Regions from separate parts of the Rattus norvegicus genome. Here region 1 is linked to region 2. A link is a contact called in public Hi-C data. All regions are on one chromosome and are shown on one strand. The core of a region is the stretch at or near the end of the contact, and the rest is flanking DNA. Distances in the headings are between cores, read along the strand shown.

Region 1 (7,312 bases), core at 798-3,297, 200 kb after region 2:
AAATATTACATTAAAATTGCATCTAATACCTAAATATCAAAGTAGAGGATGAAGGATGAACTGTTATTGTATAAAGCACTCAGGGGATGTTGACAGACAGTAAATCAGAAGACAGTGTGAGGCAACAGTTTCAGCAGAAGCAAACGGAGATTCAGTTCACACACTCAAATCAGGACAGCAAAGGAACTAAGATAAGTGAACAAAAGTGAACTGGAGACATATGATGTCTCTTTTTTTGTTGTTTCATTTTATTTTCAAAGCCAGCATCTTCAAAACTGGGCAGGAAACTATCTTCAAAGATCCAGACACCTATCATGAGGAAGAATAAAACTTCACTGTTGAAATCAAAGGTTCCTGGATGCTGGCACAGTAATTTTGCTAATTAGTAACCCCTGCCAGGAATTTGGTCTCAGATTCTTTAGGTCTGAGGTGGAGTCAGCTACCAGCCATGATGATGAACCATCAGTCAAGTCCATGAACTGGCAGGAATATTTTAGCAGGATATTCAGATACCAATTACCCTATGGATGTTGGGGTCCTTTATGGAGTATTTGTAACCTAGCTTCTTTTAACATCTACATTGTCAGAACATTTTAAGGAACACAGTCAAAATAAACAGCAAATTACTACATCTCTACTACTATACAAGGAGTCTACTGCGACATAAGATTTTTTTTCTATGGGATGGGATTTCTGGAACTACTCCTTTGAACCAGGTTAGTCTCAAACTCTGAAATCGGCCTGCCTGCTGCCTCCCGAAATCCTGGGATTAAAGGCGACCACCTAGAGATTTATCTTCTAATCCTTATTCTACCACACTCACCAAACCGCCCAAGGGTGCTCGAGCACTGTTGACACTTTGCTTTCTCACCTGGACACATTATAGAGTTAGAAAGTTAAATGACAAATAATTTGGGCTGGGGATTTAGCTCAGTGGTAGAGCGCTTACCTAGGAAGCGCAAGGCCCTGGGTTCGGTCCCCAGCTCCGAAAAAAAAAAGAACCAAAAAAAAAAAAAAATGACAAATAATTTATAGTACCTATTCCTTCCGAGTCTATACCAATATATTTTGCAAAACGAACAAACAAAAAAAACCCACCACCACCACCATTACCAACAAAACCCAAAGCACAAACTACAAGATTAGGATTGATATGTGGATGCTCAAAACATTGTATATCTACTCAACAACAGAATGACTGCAGACTTCACTAAGCATCAGGGACTGAAACCAAAACACAGGGTCATTCATTTTTCTCCAGAGATTTTACTTACTCAACCCTTTCTACGAAACCACAAGTTTTAAAATTTAAAGGTGTTCAGATTTTAAGACAGAATAACTGGACACACAAGCGCTAAGCCACAAAAGGGATTTAAGGATGGCCAAGTGCACTAGGGTCGTGGACCAAGGACACTCATCTTAGCAAGAAAATCTAAGGAGACCTTCGGGTTGAAAAAAAAAAAAAAAGACAAATAAGGGAAACGGGAGGTTTAGTCTCACGTGATCCATTCATGCTTGCTGGCCATACGGTTGTCCAGTGCTATCTGGCAGGCGATCCACCAACGTGGGACATCCGGACAGGCAATGAAGGCTCTCAGAGCGAAGGACATGTGCGAAGTCCGGGTGCACCACGTTGGGACCTGGGCCGAGACAGAGGTGACCAGTCCTGGGTTCTCACCTCCTGATCCTCGTTGGCACCCATCGCTCCGGGCGCTCGGCGTTCGCTACCGCGAAGAACGGGCGGGCAGCGGGCGGGAGGCCGAGGCACCCCGTTTCCGCGCCTCGGTCTAGGGAAACCTTCCTTGCAGCCGTGGGTACGACCTCGCGCACTCCCGATCCTCGGCAGCTCCAAGCCACCGGCAATCGGCTTTGGGCCGGGAACCAAGGATCGCGTTAAGTGCAATCGGGAACCAGGATCACGTTAAGGGACACCTAGACCTCTGACCAGCTACTGATGGGCGGTAACGAGGAAGCCCCGCCCCCTCTCACGATCGCTTCTCCTATTGGCTTCTTCTTTTTCCGCCCCCAACTCCTTCTCCTCTAGGAAATGGAACACCTTCCTAACAAGAAACCCCGTTCTATTCCAGGACTGGTGTGCGGTACTGTCACTCAAGCCCAGGAAGTGCTTCCTGTGCCAACGGAGGCGGGGAAAAGGAAGTCTCGCCTTCTGCCGCCCGGTCTGGGGCTGGGGCTGTCGGTTGTCGGTGGCCGTGTTCCTAGACGCCCCTCCCTGACTCTCCTGGCTCTTTCGGGGCCGACGGAGACTCGCCGCGGCTGCAGCGGGTCCAGGGCCTGGGTGAGTTGAGCCCAGAAACCTTCCAGGCCATCCCGACTGGTTTAGTGGCCTGAGTGTCCCCTTGGCGTTTCTCCTTCACCTGCAAAGAAGAACGCACTTATTTCTAGCGAGGTGGGAATGGTGGAGGAAAATTGTCAGTTTCTAGGACTTTGAGGTTATTCTCCTTGCCCAGTTGCAGCTACTAGCGTCGAATGCTGCGACCCTAGGGACAGTCTTTTCGTTCATTTGATCTTTTTGCAGGTGGGCGTCTGTCAATCCTTGCTTGCTAGCCCGTGTCTTGCATCCCGAACCACCTGTTTATTGATATCCGTCTTCTTTAGTAGTTACTTTGATTGAGTTAGCTTGTTTCTCTTCTACGATAGCTTGCACTAACCAGGTGATCTGGTGCTGAGCACTTACTTTGTACTTTTATATGTTCCCTCCCTGTCAATAGTTTGCTTGACATATATTGACAATAGTTACTCCATTATTTTCCAGGAAGCGATTTATTTCCTGTGTGTCATTGAAATCTATTCAGTCAGCACTTGTCCTGTACCATCCCTTTTTAAATTTCCCTACAGCATAGGCAGGACCATTGCAAGTGCCAACGCTTGTAAGGTAGAATAAGGCAGGGATGGCTGGTGCAGTTTTCATGATGTTGTTGGAACAGATTTGCAGTAATCAAGAGCTACACTGTCAGTAGCCAAGAAGGGGCTATAGACACTTGAAATCGGCTAATCTGAACTGAGGCGTGCTGTTCCTGTACAATACACACAGGGTTTGGGTTTGAAGACGATACACAAATAGGTTTTTACAAGTTCATGGGTTACTTACGATGTTTGGGAAATATTTTCGGCTAAAATAGAATATGTCTAAAATCCCCCATCTTTCTATTTCTTTTTTGCCGGGTGGGTGGGGGACTCTCTTTGAGATCTCCATAGCCCTGGCTGCCCTGAAATTGCCCTATGGACTGGGAATTTGAATAGTCCTCCTGCCTCTGCCTCCCGAATGCTGGGTTTTCAGGAGTTTGCTTTCTGAACCAACTCCTCCTTTACCTTCTAACATAACTGTTGGGAATTTTGACATTATTTTTGTGATTCGTACTATATGCCTCTTAGGCAGTACTAATTTAAAAACTTTATTTTAAAAGGTTATTTCTACTCTCCGCCTGTATCCATTCAATATTCAAGGGCCACAGCTATTTCTTTTGAGCCTCTTAAGATTATCAAGGGAAATGCTCCGTTCACACACTTGTCTAGAATGTTTGGTATTAGGCAGATATGGAAGCCATATTATATTTTGACTGCTTCTGTTTTGCTCATTTTCAGTTCCCCAGAAGCAGTGGATTTCTTCGCCCATATAGCACAGCCCTTCCCAAACGTCTTTTAAAGCAACTCTGCAAGCTTATGTTGTAGATGCATCATTTCTGTCAAGCTTTCCAAATGTTTCACTATCCATTGCTCCTTAGCATTTGAGCAGGAGGTCGCTATTAGTAAAGGTCGTTAACTTTCCAGTTAGAAACAATCCACATTTTAGGGATCAAGTGGCATTTGACACTAAAATTTTCCCAGAGTTGGCCTTGCATTTTGTATCATGTGATGATGACAGTCCCTTCTTTAAAGAAGCATATGATAAATCCTTTCAGAAATAAGAAATTACTCTAAAAATATTGTGACACTTTTGTTTGGAATAAGCACATTTTTATACAGTGATTTTCTAAAGTCAGTTCATAACTGCATTTATTGTAGACTCAGCTAAAGGATGCCATACAAACGTGTCCTAGGGATTTCCGTTCATTTCCAGTGTCTTTTTTTTTTTTTAGAGATTTTCCTTTATCTATTGATTTTCATGCTATGTTATGAAAATCAGAAAAGCAGCTATTAAATTAGAATTATATTCTAAGTGCTGAGAAATTAGATAATTGTAATTCCAAAGAAATTTGAGAAAGTTGGATTTTTTATATATGTAAGTCAATAACTATTTTTTTAATTTTATTGATTATTGTTGATACAGGGCACATATATGGCTTGAATATTCTTCTTAATAAAAATTTATTTTATACCAGTCCATCTTGAACACTTGATCCTCCTGTGTCAGCCTCCTGAGCTGTGGGATTACAGCATGTGCTAGCATGCGCCAGGCTGGATCTGTTTTAATTTTTCACTTAATCTGCTTTCTTAGTCTGTTCATTCCACACTTTAATAGACATTTTGAAAGATTATTGAAATAGAGAATTTGTCTGAAAATTGAGTACAACCTTTTCTAACAGCAGTGCAATTAGTAATTTTAATGTCTGACTTAGTAATTAGAGTTTTCATCTGCTCTCTTCTATTTGCTTGACTGTGTATATGCAGAGCCTTTTGTCTTTTTGCAATGTTTATAATTAGATACTGATGTTGGTTTTTAAAACTAATTATGGCTATCTTAACATTTGTATTTCAGAGTTTTCTGTGACGTCTTAAACATGAGCCCCACACAGTGGGACTTCCCTGTGGAGTTATGTTGCCGGCCTATGGCTTTTGTTACACTTACTGGCCTTGATGTGGTGTATAATGCTGTCCATCGAGCAGTCTGGGATGCTTTCTGTGCCAATCGGAGAGCTGACCGGGTACCAATTTCTTTCAAAGTGCTCCCAGGTGACCATGAATACCCAAAATGTAGATCAAAGGTAATGACATAGGGTCACTTGCATTCATTCATAGCCCCTGTCCTCTTCTTCCTTTCAATCCTGCTCCAGTTATGTGTACTGGAATCCCCTGAGTTTATCAGGGCAAAGGTTACCATGTGCCTAAGGAAGAACAGGTATTTCATACACTGTGGAATGTATGCGCATGTTTAATAACACTCACTTTTAGCCTCATGAGCACTAGTCGCAATGCTTTCTGTACTTGAGCCTACATTTTTTTTTTTAAAAATGTATCTAGTGTGCATGTTTTTGTGTGTGTGTGTGTGTGTGTGTGTGTGTGTGTGTATGTTTGTGTGCGCAAGTCTGATGACAATTTGCAGTGTGGGTTCTGAGAATTGAACTCAGGAACTTTTAGGCTTTGCAGAAAGTGTCCTTTCTATCTACCCCCCTTTCCTTTTCATTAAAATACCCCCACGTGTCCATAACGTTAACAGTCTTCTCAAAAGGAAGAAGCCGCATTACCCATTCATCACTGCCAGCTGCGTTTGGAGTCCATGGCCTTTGTGGTTAGGTTCAGCTTCACCTGTTTTCTAAAGCATTTTTATTTTATCCACAGTAAGATGCTGTCACGGCAGTACGTGAACAAATGAAGGCATAGTGGATCTTAGATCATTTTACTATTTTACAGGAGCAGAAATCAGATGGGAAAGTGTAGAAGCAGACCTAGAAAATGGCTGAATACTTTTTACAGGAGCCGAGGTCCTTGGCATTATCGAGACTTTTATTTTTTTGCTCTGGCCATTCTTCCTTCCATGGGAAGTGTAGTGTTTGTGTGGTTCAGGTTCCACTCTGACTTAGACACTCAGAGCTTTTATTAATATCTGATGGGTTGACTGTCCCGTCTTAATAACAGGTAGTGTGCGTACTGAGTGAAGCAAACAAATGTGACGTGCCTGGCACTCTGGGGGTGGCATCTGCTGCTTTTCTCGTCAGCTAACTTTTTCGTCACGGTTGGCAGAGAACTTCGTATGAGTGGTACATTCCTAAAGGAATCCTAAAGACCGGCTGGATGAATAAGCATCTGAACCTCGTGCCAGCGCTGGTGGTCGTGTTCTATGAACTGGACTGGGACGAGCCTCAGTGGAAGGAAAAGCAATCTGAGTGTGCCACCAGGGTGGAGATTGTCAGGTATGGCTCTGTCAGGCTTGCAGACCTCTGCTCTGTTCTCCAGGGCTTACGTGTTTGTGGTTGCCGGCCTTGTGTTCAAGGCCAGCACTGAACCCTGAACCGTACTCTCAACCCTATTCACAAACACTTTTTGGAAGTAACCGAATAGTGTTTAAACTGTAATGGTTACTCTGAGAGTGTTAACCTCTAAACTCATTCTGTTTCTAAGAGGTGATAGTAATGCCAAGGATGTGAAGAAATTGTGAAGGCAAGTTGGCCTGGAGTTCCAAATTTTTATCTTATACTATGATCTCTTGAGAGATAACAATTTATATCAGGCCCCATAAGATACTTTTCTCAAAGGACTTTTTTTTTTAAAAGATATATTTTATTATTTATTTGTGTATGTGTATACATATGTATGTGTGTTCAAGTGAATATGTGTGTGTGCATATGTATCCTGGAGTTTGTGGAGACTTAGAAAAAAGCATCACATCCCCAGGAGCTGGAGTTGTAGGCTGTTGTGGACCACACCATAGTGGTTGCTAGGAATTGAACTCTGGTCCTTTGGAAGGACAGCAAGAGCTCTTAAATGCTGAGCCATCTCTACAGCTTTCATAACACTTAGACATTGTTTTTTTTTTTTTTATTTTTATTTTTTTTTTAGATTTATTCATTTATTATATATAAGTACACTGTAGCTGTCTTCAGACACACCAGAAGAGGGCATCAGATCTCTTTACAGATGGTTGTGAGCCACCATGTGGTTGCTGGGAATTGAACTCAGGACCTCTGGAAGAGTAGTCGGATGCTCTTAACCGCTGAGCCATCTCTCCAGCCCAGACATTGTTTATCGTTGTTTATGTACATGGTTTGTTTTTGTGTTCATATGTGCCATGATGTGTGGGGGCCCAAGGGCAGCCGTGGAGGGTTGATTCCCTCCTTCAACTTCACATGCGTTTGGGGCTCTAACTTAGGTTGCCAGTTGACAAGACAGGCACTCTACACTCCGAGTGTTTCACTGGTTCCCATAAGACTTGCTTTATCATGTGTCATTCTAAGATAATTATTCCAGATGATAATGTATCACTGTGAAAAGGTAAGCTAACTAATTTTTATATAGAAGTGGGTGTTTAAAATTCACATTAAAATGGTCTTTACATTTATTTATTTATTTGGAAGGCGGGTCATGTGTGTGGTCAGAGAACAGCTTGGGGGAGTCGGGTCTCTGCTTGCACTGTGTA
Region 2 (6,717 bases), core at 967-3,466:
AGGCTGCGATGAACATAGTGGAGCACGTGTCTCTTTTATATGTTGAGGCATCTTTTGGGTATATGCCCAAGAGAGGTATAGCTGGATCATCAGGCAGTTCAATGTCCAATTTTCTGAGGAACCTCCAGACTGATTTCCAGAATGGTTTTACCAGTCTGCAACCCCACCAACAATGGAGGAGTGTTCCTCTTTCTCCACATCCTCGCCAGCATCTGCTGTCACCTGAGTTTTTGATCTTAGCCAATCGCACTGGTGTGAGGTGAAATCTCAGGGTTGTTTTGATTTGCATTTCCCTTATGACTAAAGATGTTGAACATTTCTTTAGGTGTTTCTCAGCCATTCGGCATTCCTCAGCTGTGAATTCTTTGTTTAGCTCTGAACCCCATTTTTTAATAGGGTTATTTGTTTCCCTGCGGTCTAACTTCTTGAGTTCTTTGTATATTTTGGAAATAAGGCCTCTATCTGTTGTAGGATTGGTAAAGATCTTTTCCCAATCTGTTGGTTGCCGTTTTGTCCTAACCACAGTGTCCTTTGCCTTACAGAAGCTTTGCAGTTTTATGAGATCCCATTTGTGATGACTCATATCTTAAATGTCCACATCCCTAGCCTTTTATTTAAACGTGAATCTCATTTCAGGGTCTGAAAGACTCACTTGGGGTCGGGTGGGTGTCAGTATCCATCTCCCTCATTTCTCTCTCTCTCTCTCTCTCTCTCTCTCTCTCTCTCTCTGTTTTTCTCTCTCATCCTCTTTCCTACTCTCCTCTCCCCTCCCCCTTCTCCTCCTGTCTCCACACCCCCCCTTCCTCTCCTCTCTTCATCTAGCGGGAGGGGGCAGGGTTTGGAAAACGGTTTCTTAGTGTAGTCCTGGAACTAGCTCTGTAGACCAAGCTGGCCTCAACTCAGAGATCCGCCTGCCTCTGCTCCAGAGTGCACACTGCAGCCGTCTTTGTCTCCCCTTGCCTGTGTGGTCTCTTTAAAGGTCTTTACCTGCTTCCCACTAATGTGAATCTTCTAATTGGCTAATTGAAGCAGAATCGTGTTAGGGCACAGGCTTATAACTGTCAAAGTTTAGTAACAAAATGACTTAATTTTTTTCCTTAATCATTCTGTTTTTTTTGTTTTTTTGTTTTTTTTTTTCGGAGCTGGGGACCGAACCCAGGGCCTTGCGCTTCCTAGGCAAGCGCTCTACCACTGAGCTAAATCCCCAACCCCAATCATTCTGATTTAAGCATTCTCACAACAGAAACGCAAACATCTATTGGAGGAAAATTCAATCACATAATTTATCACTATTCATATTATTACACTCATGCTTTGATTTCACTAATATTATACATATAACTAAACTTGGAAATGTTAATAAACACACCAGCAACTAAAAAACCACGGGTTGGAGAGTTGGCTCCGCCGTACCCGCAGATCTTCAAGAAGACCTGGGTTCAATTCCCAGAACCCACACGGCGCTCAAAATCCCGCATCACTTCAACTCCAGATCCATAGCCCTCTTGCGTCCAAGGGCATCAGACATGTACATAAAGCACAGGCAGACATGCAAGCAAAAACATGGAACACATAAAAGTGCAAAAGCACAGTTGCTCTTGAGGGAAGAGGCCGGGCAGACGAGATAAGCAGATACATTTCCACTTTGGTCCTACCGGCGTTAACAGCTAAAAGCAGTTGACATAGGGTTGTTTATAGCTTGAGGACCAAAAACGTTAGGGGAGAGGAAGCAGGTATTGTCTGGGTTGAACCAGGAACCTAAGAAACCGCGGAAACCAAGCCAGATCGTGCGGCGCAGGCGCAAAGGTCGTCTGGCTTTAAATAAACTGGAGGAGTAGCTTGTGCTTGCCGGTTAAGTTACATTCGTGCTTAGTACTTTTATTGCCCCTGCCGCTCAAGACATCCATCCCCACGTCCCCAAACGCCCCGAGACTTTCCTGGCCTCGGGACACTGGGTTTACTTCCCCCGGTACACAGCAGCTCTTGAGGCAGGGCGGCCATGGAAGCCAGCTTTTGTTTATTTTGGCCGCGCGCGACTGCGAGTGTCCGAGGGCGGAGACGCGCAGGCGGAGCGGCGACTCCCGCGACGCCAGGTCTCCGCGTTCCGCCCGCGGTCGCCAAGCCCGGGGGCGGAAACAGAGCCCGGCGTCACAAAGCGCCGCCGGAACGCTGAGGCTGCCGCACTGGCGCCGCGCGCCCTCTCAGGGCGGGAGGCACGCCTGCCCCTCAGTCGCCTCGGCTCCGCCTCAGCCGGGCGCGCCCTCCGACCGAGGTGGGCGCAACCGCTGAGTCGCCGGCGGCTGGGCGCTGCAAAGCATCCTGGGAGAACGCGCTCGCGCCGGAAGGGCGCGCGAGTGCGCGGCGGCAGCGAGGTTATAAAAGGGAGCGAGCCAGCGGCAGGCGGAAGTGGGCGGTTCGTCGGCGCCTTGTTCTGTTGTTTGGTGTTTGGGCTTCTGGAGGGGCGTTCTCGGGAGGGCCGCCGGTGCAGGCCGCGCTGACAGGGCCGCTCGCCGCTCCGCCCTGTGCGCTCGCGCTCTCCTCGTCTCGCAGGGTCCCAACATGGCGCAGGAGGTATCCGAGTACCTGAGCCAGAACCCGCGAGTAGCCGCCTGGGTGGAGACCCTTCGCTGCGAGGGCGAGACGGACAAACACTGGCGCCACCGCCGGGAGTTTCTGCTTCGCAATGCCGGGGACCTGGTCCCCGCGACCGAGGAGACTGCGGACGCGGAAAGCGGAGCCCGCAGTCGGCAGCTACAGCAGCTCGTCTCCTTCTCCATGGCCTGGGCAAACCATGTCTTCCTAGGGTGCCGGTGAGTGGGAGCGTCGCTATCCAGCCTTCCGGGCTTCGTCCGCGCCCCCTGTCGCTGGGCGAGGCGCGCTCGCGGGGACCAGAGTCGCTAGGGAGGGCCGCTTTGGAAGCGCGGGAATCGGTGGCACTGTCGGTCCTCGGAAGGCAAGAGGGGCGACCGTGGCAGCCTCGACCTCACTGTTGGCCGGTGTCCGGGTTGTTTGCGCCCGGCAGATGGAGTTGTTGCCGCATAGCTGACGGTTCTCGGCCAGGGAGACCGAGTTTAAAGGTTCCCTGGCACAGACCCGCCTCCCGAGCCCTAGGACATTTGTCCCTGGCATCTCGGGAAACAAAAGTTGTCTCGCGGTTCGTACACTTTGATCGCGACCAGGAAATGCAGTCTCCGCGGGCCTGCATTCCTCACACTGCCAGTACTTTTCGAAAAACACTTCTTGAGAGCGACTTTTGCTTCTTTTTCAGGTACCCTCAAAAAGTTATGGATAAAATTCTTAGTATGGCTGAAGGCATCAAAGTGACAGATGCTCCAATCCATACCACACGAGACGAACTGGTTGCCAAGGTGAAGAAAAGAGGGATATCGAGTAGCAATGGTTAGCAGATCATAGATGTGAACATACATAGGAGTTTAGAAAATAAGCTTGATAAAATTAGGAATTATTGTCATTACTAATTTCTTTTTAACAATCCAGAGTGTGTATGCTGTATTAATCTAGCTGAAATGTTAAAGGTAAACTGTGTTTCTGTCTGTCTTAGGTGCTGAATTTGATAATTTACTTTAACTGTTTTAGATGTTCAAGTCTGATGTCTGATGCTCTTAATTTAATATTAGAAATTAATATTAACAATACCTGTTTTAATACATTAATGAAGTTGTTCCATACTTTAAGAAAAACTACTTTCTGAAATTATTTTGTGCTTTTGTTGTTGTTGTTGTTTGCTTGTTTTTGTTTTGTTTTGATAGGGTTTCTCTGTGTAGCCCAGCCTATCCTGGAACTTGCTCTGTAGACCAGGCTGGCCTCAAATTCGGGGTTCTTGCATGCCAGGATTAAAGGCATGTGCTGCCACCCTGCTCTCTGTGCTTTTTAAATGAATGTTTTGTTGATCGACATGTCTGTGGGGACTCCTAGTAAAATACCTGTGTTTCTCTTCTTTCTAGAAGGGGTAGAAGAGCCATCCAAAAAACGATCCATAGAAGGAAAAAACAATTCTTCAGTTGAGCGAGATCATGGGAAAAAATCTGCCAAAACAGATCGTTCAGCTCAGCAAGAAAACAGTTCAGGATCCAAGGGGTCGTCCACCAAATCAGAGAGTAGTGGGACCTCAGCTCGGAGCAACTCTGGTGTCTCCCATCAGAATAGTTCCACAAGTGAAGGCGATAGATCTGTTTGCAGCCAAAGCAGCAGCAATTCCTCTCAGGTAACATCAGCAGGGTCTGGAAAAGCTTCTGAGCCAGAAGCTCCAGATAAACATGGTTCAGCATCCTTTGTTTCTTCACTGTTAAAATCCAGTCTGAATAGTCATGTGACGAAATCCACTGATTCCAGACAGCATAGTGGATCACCTAGAAAGAATGCTTTGGAAGGTTCTTCAGTTTCAGTTTCTCAGAGCAGCTCAGAGATTGAGGTGCCCTTGTTGGGTTCCTCCGGAAGCTCAGAAGTAGAGTTGCCATTACTGTCTTGTAAGTCTAGTTCAGAGACAGCTTCGAGTGGGTTAACAACCAAAGCTAGTTCAGAGGCAAACATTTCATCATCAGTTTCTAAAAACAGTTCCTCATCAGGCACCTCTTTACTAATGCCCAAGAGCAGTTCAACAAATACATCACTACTGACTTCTCAGGTAGCTGCATCACTGTTAGCTTCCAAAAGCAGCTCCCAGAGCAGTGGATCTGTGGCTTCCAAAAGCACTTCCTTAGGAAGCATGTCTCAGCTAGCTTCTAAGAGTAGTTCTCAGAGTAGCACTTCACAGTTGCCTTCTAAAAGTACCTCACAGTCCAGTGAGAGTTCTGTCAAATTCACTTGTCGGAAGTTAACCAATGAAGACATAAAGCAGAAGCAGCCTTTCTTCAATAGACTGTATAAGACAGTGGCGTGGAAGTTGGTAGCAGTTGGTGGCTTTAGCCCCAATGTGAATCATGGCGAGCTGCTAAATGCAGCTATTGAGGCTCTGAAAGCAACACTAGATGTGTTTTTTGTCCCACTGAAAGAACTGGCAGATCTGCCTCAAAATAAGAGCTCTCAAGAAAGTATTGTATGTGAATTGAGGTGTAAATCGGTGTATTTGGGCACTGGCTGTGGGAAAAGCAAAGAAAATGCAAAAGCAGTCGCATCAAGAGAGGCACTTAAGTTATTTCTCAAGAAGAAGGTGGTGGTAAAGATCTGTAAAAGGAAGTACAGAGGCAATGAGATAGAAGATCTAGTACTCCTCGATGAAGAATCAAGACCTGTAAACTTACCTCCAGCACTGAAACATCCTCAAGAATTACTGTGATTCCCCAAGGTATCACTGCATCCAGTACCTGGGGTTTGAAGAGAAAAACTGGCTTTTATATGAAACACTGGCTTTCACAGATTTTATATTGCTTTTTTCCAGTTTTGCAGAAAATTTAAATTCTAGTTCTCTTCATTAAAGTAGAGCTGTAAATAATTTATGAATGACAGTGCATATTAAAGGGTATACACTGACAGCATACCAGTGTGCTGTTTTATTTGCTGAGGAAAATACTGTCTTCTATTTTTAATGATATATTAGGTACGATGTGTAGTTCTGTAGAATCTTAAAATTTTTGTACTACTACCAATTTGGTAGAAATGTATTAAGTTGTCTACCATGCTTTTTTTTCTAACTTGATTAAATCATATAAAAGAAAGGGGACCACAGTATTTGAATGTGTGAAAAATATACAACTTAAGGTTTTAAGAATGTTACTCATAATGTTGAACATCTCTTAAAGAATAAGAGTAATTGTCTCAAACTATTTTCATGAGAAGATGCTGTAAACTTTTTTTTTTTAGATATAAAGCAGTATAAAGTACTTATTGTTATTTTATTCTGAAATTGTTTAAAATTCACCATGATTTTGACCGCTGCAGATTCTTGAGCAGGTTAATTTATGTTTTGAGGTAAAAAGCAATTTACACTTTCTTAAAACATAATGTTGATTTCTATATTAAGCATATTTTGTGACTACTATGAACAGACTGATTTGTTTAGATATTAAATGCTTTAAGCTATTTTACCTTTTCAAGAGGTTGTGTTTTTTTTTTCCCACCCTGAAGTCATAACTAAGTCTTGTAAGTTGGCTCCTCACTACTATTCAAAGTAAACTACAACCAAGTAGTTTTCATAGTATATAATATACATTTTTATAAATAGGGAAGTTAAAGTTTATATCTAGAACCAGGTGGTTTTTGTATTTGCAGATTTCAGAAGAATGTGGAGAAGACTAGAGAGCCATGGTCAGTTCTTTAATGATTGTGTATTCGTGTGGACTGCATCTGTTAGTAATGAAGTAAAATCTGTATCTTAGGTGACTCTTAATTAAAAGTCTGGTCTAAGGTATATGACTTCGGGCCTTCTGGCTTTCTAGGAGCTGCACACCAAACAGTAATGGAGATAGTATGCAGTAAAAAGACCTCATTCACTAGTTGTATTGGTATTGGAAGGTTGGACATAAGCACAGTTTAAGTGTATAAAAATTATTTTGTAGTTTAAGAATAATAAAGATGTTTAGTTTCCTGAGCTTGAACTGAAATAATCAGGGATGTTTGTAATTTGCCAGATGACATTTTTAAATTATTTGTTTTTGAGAATGGTTCATTGGATACCAGAGCAAAATCTATATTCTGTAAATGGGCTACCTTTATATATTGTGGAAAGCAATAATATAAGTGAGTTGTAAACTTTGTAAA

Evidence for each region. Hi-C and Micro-C count contacts between places; a contact is called where the count stands out from the background.
Region 1: a contact with region 2 is called in a Hi-C map of hepatocytes, with 2.8 times the contacts expected there. The contact joins the promoter of Trappc11 here to the promoter of Cdkn2aip in region 2. A contact is called at or near these places in 1 of 12 Hi-C or Micro-C datasets (hepatocytes) and 1 of 1 datasets of contacts at active chromatin or transcription factors (oligodendrocytes).

The regions. Positions count from the first base shown.
Region 1 is chr16:51,463,808-51,471,119 of GRCr8, forward strand. It overlaps Trappc11 (trafficking protein particle complex subunit 11), which reads left to right and starts at 2,048. Exons shown (of 30, transcript NM_001169115.1): 1 at 2,048-2,296; 2 at 4,718-4,943; 3 at 5,920-6,089. The coding sequence starts at 4,740. It overlaps Rwdd4 (RWD domain containing 4), which reads right to left and starts at 1,911. Exons shown (of 8, transcript NM_001034994.1): 1 at 1,679-1,911. The coding sequence starts at 1,702.
Region 2 is chr16:51,266,716-51,273,432 of GRCr8, forward strand. Cdkn2aip (CDKN2A interacting protein) reads left to right here and starts at 2,217. Exons shown (of 3, transcript NM_001014000.1): 1 at 2,217-2,810; 2 at 3,269-3,399; 3 at 3,966-5,495. The coding sequence starts at 2,560. The coding sequence ends at 5,296.